4 separate regions of the Mus musculus genome follow, and regions 2, 3 and 4 are each linked to region 1. A link is a contact called in public Hi-C and HiChIP or PLAC-seq data. All regions are on one chromosome and are shown on one strand. Each heading gives the region's core, a stretch centred on a gene start, on an enhancer-like site or on the middle of the called end of the contact. The rest is flanking DNA. Distances are from core to core; before and after follow the strand shown.

The links. A called contact is a pair of places that touch in the nucleus more often than the background predicts. HiChIP or PLAC-seq counts read pairs in DNA pulled down with a chosen protein or histone mark.
Region 2: a contact with region 1 is called in a Hi-C map of liver, with 2.4 times the contacts expected there. The contact joins the promoter of Klhl9 here to the enhancer-like site in region 1. A contact is called at or near these places in 1 of 39 promoter capture datasets (liver), 2 of 15 datasets of contacts at CTCF or cohesin (CD8 T cells and the NIH/3T3 cell line), 2 of 484 Hi-C or Micro-C datasets (liver and muscle stem cells) and 2 of 9 other capture datasets (adipose tissue and macrophages).
Region 3: a contact with region 1 is called in a Hi-C map of bone marrow-derived macrophages, with 8 times the contacts expected there. The contact joins two enhancer-like sites. A contact is called at or near these places in 2 of 39 promoter capture datasets (the 3T3-L1 cell line and hippocampal neurons), 1 of 15 datasets of contacts at CTCF or cohesin (pro-B cells), 59 of 484 Hi-C or Micro-C datasets (the 3T3-L1 cell line, 3T3-L1-derived adipocytes, the Ba/F3 cell line and 41 more), 6 of 115 datasets of contacts at active chromatin or transcription factors (the NIH/3T3 cell line, bone marrow-derived dendritic cells, bone marrow-derived macrophages and 3 more) and 2 of 9 other capture datasets (liver and macrophages).
Region 4: an H3K4me3 HiChIP or PLAC-seq map of bone marrow-derived macrophages shows a contact between it and region 1, with 4 times the contacts expected there. The contact joins two enhancer-like sites. A contact is called at or near these places in 1 of 39 promoter capture datasets (macrophages), 1 of 15 datasets of contacts at CTCF or cohesin (the NIH/3T3 cell line), 7 of 484 Hi-C or Micro-C datasets (the CH12 cell line, Th1 cells, bone marrow-derived macrophages and 3 more), 4 of 115 datasets of contacts at active chromatin or transcription factors (bone marrow-derived dendritic cells, bone marrow-derived macrophages, microglia and 1 more) and 3 of 9 other capture datasets (adipose tissue, liver and macrophages).

What each region holds. Positions count from the first base shown.
Region 1 is chr4:88,535,945-88,538,927 of GRCm38.p6, reverse strand. No RefSeq gene overlaps it. Among named protein-coding and RNA genes, the nearest start is that of Ifnb1, 15 kb to the right of the region's middle. Within about 2 kb of position 1,342, at least 121 of the 459 cell types and tissues checked have an H3K27ac peak or open chromatin away from gene starts, as enhancers often do. A contact at or near this core is called in CD8 T cells, the NIH/3T3 cell line, adipose tissue and 4 more, where this site is marked.
Region 2 is chr4:88,721,212-88,724,434 of GRCm38.p6, reverse strand. Klhl9 (kelch-like 9) reads left to right here and starts at 1,927. Exons shown (of 1, transcript NM_172871.2): 1 at 1,927-3,223. The coding sequence starts at 2,433.
Region 3 is chr4:88,308,456-88,311,704 of GRCm38.p6, reverse strand. Focad (focadhesin) reads right to left here. Exons shown (of 44, transcript NM_001081184.1): 21 at 1,792-1,913. Among named protein-coding and RNA genes, the nearest start is that of Hacd4, 130 kb to the left of the region's middle. Within about 2 kb of position 1,839, at least 4 of the 459 cell types and tissues checked have an H3K27ac peak or open chromatin away from gene starts, as enhancers often do. A contact at or near this core is called in bone marrow-derived macrophages, where this site is marked.
Region 4 is chr4:88,394,360-88,397,268 of GRCm38.p6, reverse strand. Focad (focadhesin) reads right to left here. Exons shown (of 44, transcript NM_001081184.1): 38 at 34-294. Among named protein-coding and RNA genes, the nearest start is that of Hacd4, 43 kb to the left of the region's middle. Within about 2 kb of position 1,323, at least 11 of the 459 cell types and tissues checked have an H3K27ac peak or open chromatin away from gene starts, as enhancers often do. A contact at or near this core is called in bone marrow-derived macrophages and microglia, where this site is marked.

The sequences.
Region 1 (2,983 bases), core at 93-2,592:
ACCACACTGCCTGGCACACTCAGGATGTTCTAGGTCACTGAGAGGCCTTATCTGAAAGAGAGAGAGAGGGAGAGAGAGAGAGGGAGAGAGAGAGAGAGAGAGAGAGAGAGAGAGAGAGAGAGAGAGAGAAGAAAGGAATGTACTTGACACAGGCAAGAAAGTTTAAATTGGATGTGACTAGCATCACTAGGGAAATTCTCATCAAAATCAGAATGAGCTACCACTTCAGACCCATGTTAAAAAAAAAAAAAACCAACTAGAATCAGATAAGGAGATAACACATATCAATGAAAATATGGAGAGACAGGAACCCTGCTAAATTTCTGGTGGGCTGCTGTGCCAATGACAGGGAGCTCAGATGCAAATCTCAGAACAATGGATTTTCTAGCATATTCATGTATGCAAAGACTCATAGGTCCAAAGCAGAGAGTAAAATGGAGAGACACCCACACATAACCTTCATGTTAGAACTGATGGAAGTTTAGGAGAGAAGGTGAAGTAAGCTGAAAGAAGGGTTGGGGTACACAAGCAGGAGCTAAGGCAATGAGTTGACAGATGGGTGTTTTATAAATAAAGCATATGGGTTGTACTGAAATGAAAAATGTCTTCCTTTGGTTAGGAGTGGCAGATGGGAAGCCCGCTAGGTATTGAATGTTCCTGTTAAACGTCTAAACTAGAGGACTACATTTAGTGTCTTAACACAGGGAAAGAAGAAAGGTTGGTGTGCAACCAGTTTCCTTAGCTATAAATTTTAAATGAGTATGTGATACTAGGTCATAGACTTGTGGCTCATTGTTTTGTTTAGTTGATTTGCTCAGAATGGTACCTGGCTGCGAGTGAGTGTTCCTTGTGCCTTGGATCTTCTATGTTAATAACCATTAGAACATTCTAGGTTTATGAGCTGAGGCAAAGCCATCCCAAGAGAACTGGTCAGGAACTTTGTTAGGCTAACTTCACTTCTTACAAGGAAGAGGACGAGAGAACCATTTGCTAGGTGCCCGCACCAAGCTTTTTGCCAAAATTTCCAAGTTACAGCTAGTGCCATTGCTCTTGGCACCGTGCTGCCTGGTTACAAGACCACACCTTATTCAGCACTTTTCTATTTCTCTTTGTGTTTAGGCACAGTAAAGTTTTCGCCAGAAAAGCATAAGGCAGGCAGAAGGAAAAAAAAATCCCCTGTTCTGAGAAGATAGCTGGACTACTTTCAGCCTGGCTGGAGGGGACTCCTGGCCCCGATCTTCAAATCCAGTCTGACAACTAACGTGTTTAGTTTCCCTTTCGCCTGTTGTGTCATCCTCTTTGTTATTTTTGTGCTCGTGGTTCATAGTTCATTACGCAACCCTTGGTGAGGAAATCACTAAGTTGAGTTCTAAGTTTAGCGATGCAGAGAGTGTTGCTTTGGCTGTTTCTCTGTAGAAGGCCAGAAACTGAGACAGGAAGCAAACAGAGAATGGACAATGGCGTGTGTACACTAGCGGGGGTGTGGGGTTGGTGGGGGTTGTGTCTTCTTCGGCTTTGCTCACCCCCGGGAGGGAAGGAGTAAAAGGAGGAATGGCATTTGTACGAGATCGTCTCATGTGGTTATGGTAGCTGAGAGGTCACAGGACAGGCTACCTGCAAGCTGAAGGCCTCGGGATACCAGGAGCACAGCTCAGTCCAAGTTTGGAAGCCTCCAAACCAGAAAGACTGGAATATAATTCTATCCCAAGACAAAGAACAAGAACTCTAGGAGGCCATTGCAGTCAAAAGGACTGACAGATCCTGCAGTTGTGCTCAGAGGCAGAAAAAGGCACTTGTCCAAATGCAGGGGGGAATAGAGGAAGGCACACACTCTTTGCCCCGTTTGTTCTACCTGGACCCCTAAGTGATTGGTGCCTCTACTGACCCTCCTGATTCAGTTTACTACCTCACCCATCATTTCCTTCTGAAAACACATCACAGAATACCCAGAAATGACACCTTGCCATTTAATCATCCAGTCAGGTTGACACTTGCAAGTCCCTAAACCCATCGCTAACAATGAACGAGAAAGCAGCTGTGCACAGAGCTGTCTGTTACGCCAAAGGAAAAGCAAATCCAGGCTCTGCGCCAACGGGAGTCTGTCAGGGACAGGATGGATGGTCCTGGGTGAGCAATCCTGTGTGTCTCAGGATCCTTAACCCACGATGAGAACATTCCAACTGTAGGAGAGTGCAGGCTGGAAGATCATCTGGTCATCTTTTGTATACAGAAGGACAAAAAGGTTCTTACCAGTACCACATTTGTCGTCAACACCCTGAAATAAGAGTCTAGAAAGGAAAAATTAAGCAAAGTTTGAGCGCGTCTCTGTGACTTGGGAACCTTTAAAATTGGAGGTTCAAGGTGGGCATGATGGCACACCTTGAATTCCAGCACTCTGGAGGCAAAGGCAAGCACATCTCTGAGTTTGAGGCCAACTTGGTTACCAGAGCTAATTGCAGGGTAGCCAGGACTCCACAAAGAAACCTAACCTCAACAAAACAAAACAGACAGCAGGTTTTATGATCTGGTAAGTGGACATAGTGACCTAGTGGCAGGAAACAAGTAGGTGTGTGTGTGTGTGGAGGGGGGGGTGTCAGCAAAGCACCTTGTGGAGAATCCTCTTGTGGCCTTCCTGTTCTCATTCCTTTCTTCCACGGGGTAGGGGTGAGGGGACCAGTACACCTCTCACATGAGCATCCTCTTACCTCCTAATTTAAGTGAGGGAAAGTGAAAATGTCTTTGATGGGCATTGCATACCGAAAAGAAAATAACTTTCTTCTGTAGTTTTCCAAGTTGTGATAGTTTGGCATAACACATTTTGAACCTCAGCAAGAGAAGACTTGGATGGAACCCACAGTGGCCTGTGAACAGCTGGATCTAGGGATGGCCAGGGGGGAAACCCCAAAGCTAAGTCTGGTGATAGGCTTATGACAAGACATCCCTGCTTGGTGTGTGTGTGTGTGTGTGACAACAGAAAGTTTCT
Region 2 (3,223 bases), core at 678-3,177, 180 kb before region 1:
CAAATATTGGTGAAAGCAGAACAAAATAATCTTTTTTTTTTAAGATTTATTTATTATATGTAAGTACACTGTAGCTGTCTTCAGACACACCAGAAGAGGGAGTCAGATCTTGTTACGGATGGTTGTGAGCCACCATGTGGTTGCTGGGATTTGAACTCTGGACCTTCGGAAGAGTAGTCGGGTGCTCTTACCCACTGAGCCATCTCACCAGCCCCCAAAATAATCTTTTAAAATAGTTAAATGTTGGTGGCTGGAGAGATGGCTCAGAGGTAAAGAGCACTGGGTGCTCTTCCAGAGGACCCAGGGTTCAGTTCCAAGCATCTAGAGGATAGATCACACCTGCCTGTTACTCCAGTTGACATCCTCGCATAGCCATACATGCAGACAAAACACCAATGAACATAAAAATAAATGTAAAATAAACCATTGAAATATGAGGAGCATGTGTCCCTAATAACCATAAATGTTCATGCCTGGTTTCTCATTAACCTTGCTAGCTTAGTAGGGAAAGGACCGATGTCTTGAAGTTTGCTCTGGCACCTTCTCAGGAAGTGATCTTGTTCTTTCTTTCCCTACAGGTAGAAATTAATCTCTCGGAAGTGCCTCTTCACAGCCAGGTGACATGTCAGAGCCACTCAGGAAAGGCTTACCCCAACTCCTGAACCAAGCAGCCTCCCAGAACTTAGCTCCTGGGAAGAACTTCTCAAGACCATTCTCATTTCAACAAAGCTCTGGTATAACAGGGCACCTGGGGGGGGGGGGGGGAAGGAACGACGACCACAGGTTGTTCTACTAGTTTGGGGAAAAGAATGTTGTTCTACTAGTTTCCCGGGATTGCTGCAATTGGCCGGAAACCACCGGGAGAAGAAGGAAGGAGAAATAAAGGAAGATTAATCACCTATAGTTAAGTAAATTACATACATTTTTTTGGGGTCATCAACAGGTTGTAAGTAAGCTCTCTATATACCAATTTTGGAAAATCTTGAACTGGAAAAAAAAAATCCAGTAGGATACATGCCATTTAGAAAAGAGCCAGGAAGTGGAGCATAAGAATGTAAGTATATTCTTAGTCTGCATACAAGTAAACGCTAGAAGGATTTGGAACTTCGAGAACAGAGAACTACGGCAAATTATATACTTATTCTCAAATCAAAGTTAAAATTTGCCAGTAGCTAGAGAACTGCATGTTAATAAAAAATACTTATAAAAGCAAAGTTCAACACAAGGGAAACGCAAAGGGTAACTATTTTGGAAACATTGACTTGAATATTCTACCAAATATTATCATTATCCAAATCAGGATAACGTTTTGTGTTCAAATCATCTGCGCTTATTACAGAGTCCATAAGATAATGGAGGACATTTGTACACTGATGAAAACAGTGGACAAAGTAAACTATAACATGCTCAACTACTGGAAAACTGTAGCCAGTTAAAAATAGTGTTTGGAAAACAAAACCCTGAAAACCGTATTTATGAAGGCATTATCTCTCCTGCCAAATATTAAAAAAATGTATCATTAGGACCAAAATTTAGTGGCAAGTTAAATCTCATGTGTCTTAAATGTTAAACAAACAAACAAAAAACCTTTTACAATCAACATTTTTAATTGAGTGTGACGCAAACTGTAAAACTGTTCTTGAAGAAAATAAATAAATAAAACGATACAATGATTTCTTCTGCCAGGCTTCTTGTGTTTGAACAAAGGTTGCCTTTCGTTGCTGCTCTGGCAAAGACCTTAAGCGTAAATCTTGAAAAGAACGCGCTCTTGAAAAGCAAGCTTAAGCACACGCACGCGCATTCCTACAAGCTTACATAATGGACCCTGCACCGGCCTCGCTGGCCGGCCGGAACCCCGCCCCCAGTCCCGCCCGCGCCCTGCCCCCATCCACCGCCCCCTTGCCAGCTCAGCCGCGCAAGCGCACTAGCTGTGCAGCCGCTCCTAGCCCGGGGGATCCTGGGATTCTGCCTTTCCGGAAGGTCGGGCTGGCTCTCGGTGCTAGGCCGCCGTTCTAGGCCCAAGTCGGGATTCCAGGCCCTGCTCCAAGCCAAGTCCGTAGCCGCGACGACACAGCGGGGATCGCAGAGGACGCGGCCGCAGCTCGTTGGGGTGGCTGAGCCTTGGAGGGCGGCAGCCGGGGTGCGCAGGCCGTGACGGCCCCTCCCCCGCCCTGAGCGCAGCGGCGAAGGACGACAGCCCGGGACCGGAGGAGGTGAAGCGGTCACGTAACTGCCCCGGGTGATGACTCACCCGCTCTCCTGGCAGATTTGAGGTGCGTGCTGCTGTTGCTGCAGGGCGGACGTCGGTGTGCCCAGAGCGGTGCTGCGGCGACCGCTTGCTTGCCCTTGGTTCGGCGGCCCCGGGGTTTCCCGAGAGCGTTCTCTTTGTAACGTCTGCGGCCTGCAGCTCGCAGCGAGCTCCGGCTTCTCCCATGAAGGTGTCTCTGGGTAACGGCGACATGGGCGTCTCTGCCCACCTGCAGCCTTGCAAGTCTGGAACTACGCGGTTTTTTACCAGCAACACGCACAGTTCGGTTGTATTGCAAGGCTTTGATCAGCTCAGAATAGAGGGCCTACTTTGTGACGTGACGCTGGTACCTGGCGATGGAGAGGAAATCTTCCCGGTTCATAGAGCCATGATGGCGTCTGCCAGTGATTATTTCAAGGCCATGTTCACTGGAGGAATGAAAGAGAAAGATTTGATGTGCATCAAGCTTCATGGGGTGAACAAAGTTGGTCTGAAGAAAATCATTGATTTTATTTATACTGCAAAACTGTCTCTTAATATGGACAATCTTCAGGACACTCTTGAAGCTGCCAGCTTTCTACAGATCTTGCCGGTTTTGGATTTTTGTAAAGTATTTCTTATATCAGGCGTCTCTTTGGATAACTGTGTGGAGGTTGGCCGGATTGCTAACACCTACAATCTTATAGAAGTGGATAAATACGTAAATAATTTCATCCTGAAGAACTTTCCTGCCTTGTTGAATACTGGGGAGTTTCTGAAACTCCCCTTTGAACGGCTTGCCTTTGTGCTTTCCAGCAATAGTCTCAAGCACTGTTCGGAACTTGAGCTCTTCAAGGCAGCCTGCCGCTGGCTGAGGCTGGAAGACCCTCGGATGGACTATGCCGCAAAATTAATGAAGAATATTCGCTTTCCACTGATGACACCACAGGATCTCATCAACTATGTGCAGACAGTAGATTTCATGAGAACAGACAA
Region 3 (3,249 bases), core at 590-3,089, 230 kb after region 1:
TGTTGTATGTACAGTAGTCATCATACAGTATACAAGTTGCTTATAAGTTGCTATTATTGCAACTGTTCTTAGTCAACTTTTCAAAACCGTCGTTATTTCTGGTTAAACAGTTTAAGAAATAATGGCTCAGGGATTAAATCACCAATGAAAGAGTATTCATGGGCTGGATCATGGTTCCTGCTACGTGGGTGGGTAGGTGCTTGGTTCTATGGAGGCTTGATGCTCCAGAGAAGGGAGATGCTAGTGGGGTGAGTGAGTGGGAGAGTGGTTGAGTAGGGGAATACCCTCTTAGAGGCAAAAGGGAGAAGGAAGGGGAATAACATTTGAAATGTTAAATAAATAAAATGATTAATAAATTAGAAAAACAAACCAATGGATTGTTTCATCTGTGTGTGTAAGTGTGTATGTGTGTTCCTGCTCACATGTGTATACATGTGTATGCATGGAGGCCAGAAGCATGTTGAATCCCAGAGAGCTAGAGTTAAACAGTCATGAGTTGCATAATGTGGCTGTTTGATCTCGAACTCCAGTTGACAAGACAGTTAACCTCCACAACAACACAGTTAAGCACTAGGTCATGGGAACTCAATCTGAACTAAAATCCCATTTGGCAAAATCTCTCACAAATAATACTGCCATTTTCTCCTCTCTGTGATATGTTCTAGGTCCTCTATACCTCAAGCTACAAGTGCCTTAATCCAGGCACATCCTCTGCTCATACATAGCCCATAACTTCTGATACATTAGCTAAATTTATCATAGCTTCTACTAGCCCACACCTTTTTAAAATTTTTCTGTTCTGATAACTTTTCAAATCAATTTTTCATAAAGAGTTTAAACTTGGATTTGTCCTGAAAATACCTATACGCAGGGCTTAAAATGATAAAGGTAGCGAATCTCTTTCTTCTCCATGCTAACCCAGGCGATGACTGCAAATAGCAGGTACAGAAATGACCTGTTTTCCTCTGCTTTGCTTAAGCATTTTTACCCAGGAGAAACAATACTTCTCCCACAATTCCTTCTCTTAACTGAATGATAGGCACTGTTATCAAAAAAGACTTCAAGTACTCTGCAGGAGCCAGCATGCTGATGGCATGGGTGACGGCACTTGCTTGCTGCCAAGCCTGACAGCCTGAGTTTCACCCTAGAATCCACAAGGTAGAAAGAAAAAAGTACCTCTTACAAGCTACCCTGTAAATTCTATGTGTGTCACAGGCATGCACATACATAAAAAGGTAAAGGAAGGGGTCAGAGGGTGCTCAACACAGGGAAGTGTTAGCCTCTGAGCATCACGACCTGGGTTCCATCCCAGAAACCACATGGTGGAAGGGAAAGCCACTCACTTTCTGCAAGTTGTCCTCTGATGCCCACATGCACATGTATAGATCCCCTGCTGCCCCCCCCCCCCCGCACACACACAGTTTTTAAGAGAAACAAAGGGAGTACTTTTTCTTTACATAGGTTGAAATTCAATCTAAACAATGTAAACAATCTAAACATTGCTGAAATAAGTAAACAAGTAAAATCTTTCCAGGCTACTTCCTCATAACACTGCAGGGCAGTGGGGAAGTGTCAACTCTCTGTTGTAGAAACACAGGACTAATCATCTTATTTGGCCAGCTATTTTGGAAGCATTAAAAGCAACCTATGCTAACTGTAGCAAAGTAAAAAACAAAACAAAACAAAACAAAACAAAACAAAAACCCATTCCAAACAAACTCCTGTTCCTACACATAAAGGGAAGGGGAGACCAAAACACAAAGAGCCAATGGGGCATAGGACAGCACCTACTTCATGAATGAGAGCCAGTGTTGTCTGCTTGAAGCTTCGCCCTCTACTGGCCATCAGCCGATTCAGTGGCTTGCCATCTTTGCTCTGATACATGGCAAGATCATAGCAAAACAGCATGCCACCTTTCAAAAGAAAGAAATTCAGGATGAGCATTTTCAATGAGAGAAAATTACAAATTATATTCCCAGTAATTCACACTCAGCCAATTTGAATGCAGAAATTATCAATGAAAATATAAATTATTGAGCAAATTATTATTTTTGAATATTAATGTCCAAAGAATGAAAAAAGTGGATATAAAAATTAACATTTAAAATATAATTTATTTACAAGTCACTTATAATTAACATTTACCAGTATAAATATTTACAAAAAAGGAAATTTATAATTTGAATTCATTTCACATTTTACAAAACATTGGTACTATTAAACTTTATCCTAAGATAAGTTTCATTAAATAAAAGTATGTGCATAGTATAATGTCAGCTCTTGATAACTTAAGGCCCTTAGCCCATGCCCACACACGAAACAAGCTGAGATTCCACGTGCATCAACAAGCTTTTGGTTGGGCCTCTTTTCCCCACCTTTGTAACTGTGGTTAACTGAGTTCTCAATGAACTCCCAGCACCAGGTAGGCCCCAAGTCAATCAAAAGCCAAGGAAGCCAGTAAAGTAATTTATGGTAACCCCAGGAAACCTGTGGAAAATTGGTAATTCTGAGCCAACAAAAAGACATACTGAAGGACCGAGATGGCAAAACATACAGATGACTACATTTCCAACATGTATTCTTAGTAGTGACAGAGAAAGGTGCACACTTTATAAACATGGCTCAGTAAATTGTTTTTCACTGAGAAGACATGTCTAAGCAGAGCACAGAACAAGAACCAAGTCATTATGTGCCTCTCAGAAGCCTTTGGGCACACCTTCCTGTCACGCCTCCAACTCGGCTGGCAGCACCACTTCTAGCTGCCACTTTGCCTATCATGGCTCTTTTTATGAATGGAGTTAGAACATGAATATGTCTTCACATCTCACTTCCTTCACCCACCCTCGCTGTTTTGGGAATCATCTTGCTCTCACTGGCGATGGTCTCCTCACTCCCTCATCATATTCCTTTACATGAATATGCAAGAGTTGTGTATTCTTTTTACTGCAAACAGGCACCAGGTAGCTCCTGAGTTAAACACTGGGCAAATAGTACTGCTGTGGACTTACGTCTCTGGCAGCACCAATCGGGGTTCAAGTTCTGGAAAAATAAAATCCCAAGTACTGTGGGTATTTGTTCAGAATCAATTTTAAAAATATCAGAGGAACTTATATTTGCAACAGCTGTCCTAGTTACTGCAGCGAAAGCCTTTGCTCAGTGCCCATGGGGAACGGTTCCAAAACCCCCATGGTTAGCAAAATCCATGAATAGTCAAGTCCCTTATATAAAATGGCATAGGATTTGCATATA
Region 4 (2,909 bases), core at 74-2,573, 140 kb after region 1:
ACTGTTAGGAATGTAAATGTTTTTGTTCTTTACCCGAATCCTATTTGGCAGAAGGTCAAAAATTCTCCCAGTAGCATCGCAGAGCAGACTCCAGAGGTGGTGGGAAGGACTGGGCAGTTTCATGGCCTGGCTCAGACCCTGTAAGGCACTTAGGCACATCTCAGGATGGCACGGTTGGGAAGCTGTTTTAAAAACTTCCACCATCAGGTTTTCAACAAAACCCTGGATCTGTTCATCAGACACGTGCTTTGCCCACAGAGGCATGGATACCAGGAGGTATTTCTTGATATTCAGCTGGAAGGGAAACAGATAAGCCAGACATAAACAAGTCCGTCTGAGTTTGTGGTGGTCAAAGCCCCTAGGTCATCACTGAGTTGGGGCAGACAGATTAAAAGCTGTGGGTTACTTCTTTCTCCTGCATTTTCCCATGGCTTCATAGTCCAAAGGGTCACTATTAACTATTAAGAGACACTAGTAATTATAGCTGTTCCGGTTACTTCTCATCCAGCGTGACACATGTGTACCTGTAGGATCCATCAATCTGCTCAACTGAAATTGTTGAATAGCTTAAACCTGTTCAGAGATGGGAACTAAATGCCACTTCTGAAAGGATGTCATGGTTGCCATTCTGATTTTTTCTTATTGTTTTGGCTGTTTTGTGTATGGTATATGCATATATATATATATATATATATATATATATATATATATATATATATTTGCTCACATATATGGGTGTGCAGGTGCACAGGTGTCAACTTCAGGTGTCTTTCTCAGTCATACTCCATCTTTGTTTTTGAGACAGCATTCCTCACTGAACACAGAGTTTACCAATTGGATAGTCTGGGTGGCCAATGAGCTCCACAGGTCGTCTGTCTTCACTTCCTCAGCAAACACACACACACACACACACACACACACACCACATCCAAGCTTTATATGAATGCTGGAGATCCAAGCATAGGTGTTTATGTTTTCACAGCAAACATTTTACCCATTTCCTCATCTTCTCCAATGCAGTCTTAAAACCATATTCTCTAGCAAGAGAAGCTATCAATCTATTCAACTACTCTGCTTCACGTATACCTTAGATCTTTGCAGGGATGGGAATAAAATGTACTTCTGAAGAATGTCATAGTTGCTATTCAGATGTTTTTCATTGTTTCTGTAGTGTGAACTTTATGTATGCATGTGTGCAGGTACACATGCAGGTGTGTGACGTTGAAGTCAAAGATGGGAAGCCCATCTGCTAAAAAATCAACTACACAAAGCATCGGATACTTTAATCATCTTTTGAGGGAAAACAGGGAAGTGGAAAGAGGAACTTGCATGCTGGGCTGCTTCTGAGCAAAGAGCCAGGCACTGAGCATGTGGGCCTGACCATGGCACACAGTGCATGAGAGTCAAGATGAGGCACGACTAGTGTTAACTGTTACATGGCAGTTCAAACATAATACAAGTTTGATACTAATGGACAAGTCTAAATGAAGTAGGCTTGGAAAAAAAAGGTAATGAAATCTTTCCAGTGAATTTTCTAAAGAGCTCATCTTCAAGAATATTCCAGCTTAAATAATTTTAAGAATTAACAACATACACCCATTACCAAACCAGATGTAAAGAGCCACATAGGTCTAAACCAGAAATGGAAGGCCTACAGAACTGTAGAGAAAATTCTCAGGTCAACGGAATAGGCTGCTGGACACTTGACTCAACAGAAAGAAAGAGTTCATGGTACAAAGCTTGGAAGTCCACCACATATTGGCTTCCCACATATTTCCCTATCAAACTGTGCTTAATTCCTACAGGTCTCAGGCTTATCAATCTATAAAGGAGAAATAACAAAGCATCCTTCCTAGGTACAAAGCTTCATAATACAATTCAATGCTAAAGACTTTCTAAAATGTATGTACAGTTTAAATGTATAGGGGTAGCTACACAAGGCCTGTAGGTGTTCAAGCCAGACCAAGCCAGCATGGACAACAGAGAGGGGAAATGGGCACAAAGTCCCATTCCTAGCTTAGGAGCTATGAGTAACTGACAACTTCTAGGAAGAAAGTCAGCTTCATTATGCATGTGGCCCCTGGTACATCTATGTCACTCCAGGAGAAGGCCACATGCCCAAGAGTATCTGGGCAGCATAAATTGGTCTTGATGGATTTAAAGAAAAAGAGAAAATGGACACAAAGTTGGGTGGGTAGGGAAGGGGGTGGGTATGAAAGGACAGTGGGATGGAGTTAATACAGTCATAGCACACTGTACACATTTCTCACGGAAACCATGAAACAGTGAGAGAGGAAAAGAAGGACAGGGTCTGAAGAGTGAAGTGCTGGTGTGTACAAACTTTCAATCTCCAGCCCCCATGTGAAAAAGCATGGCAGTGTGCCTGCAATCCCAGAGCTTCCTGTAAACCCAGTGCTGGGGAAACACAGGAAACGGAATCCCTGGGGCATGCCCACCAGACAGTTTAGCCAAATCATGAGCTCCAGGTTCAGTGAGAGACCCTGGCTCAAAAAAAATAGGAGTACACCTAAGGAAGACAGGCAACACTGGCCTTTGACCTCCACTCCCCATACTCTACATAACCCATGCACCTGTACATCACACACACACAGGAATAATTATGGACAGCACATTCTTGATGGCTTGAGTCTCAGCTGAGACTAACTAAAAATAGGCCCAATGTCATGTTGTGTGGTATGAATATCCATGACAATGACTAGAAACATAAATGCACTAAAACTCACCGAAGTTTACCATTAAAGTAGCCACTTTTAGGATACATAAATTACAACCCAATAAGGCTAACTTTTAAAATGAGCTGCCAGAGACATTAGACATTAAGGCTGATGTCGTCAACATGAACCAAATGCTAGCGGGTACCAAGTACATAGCATGTGTTCAGCAAGTGA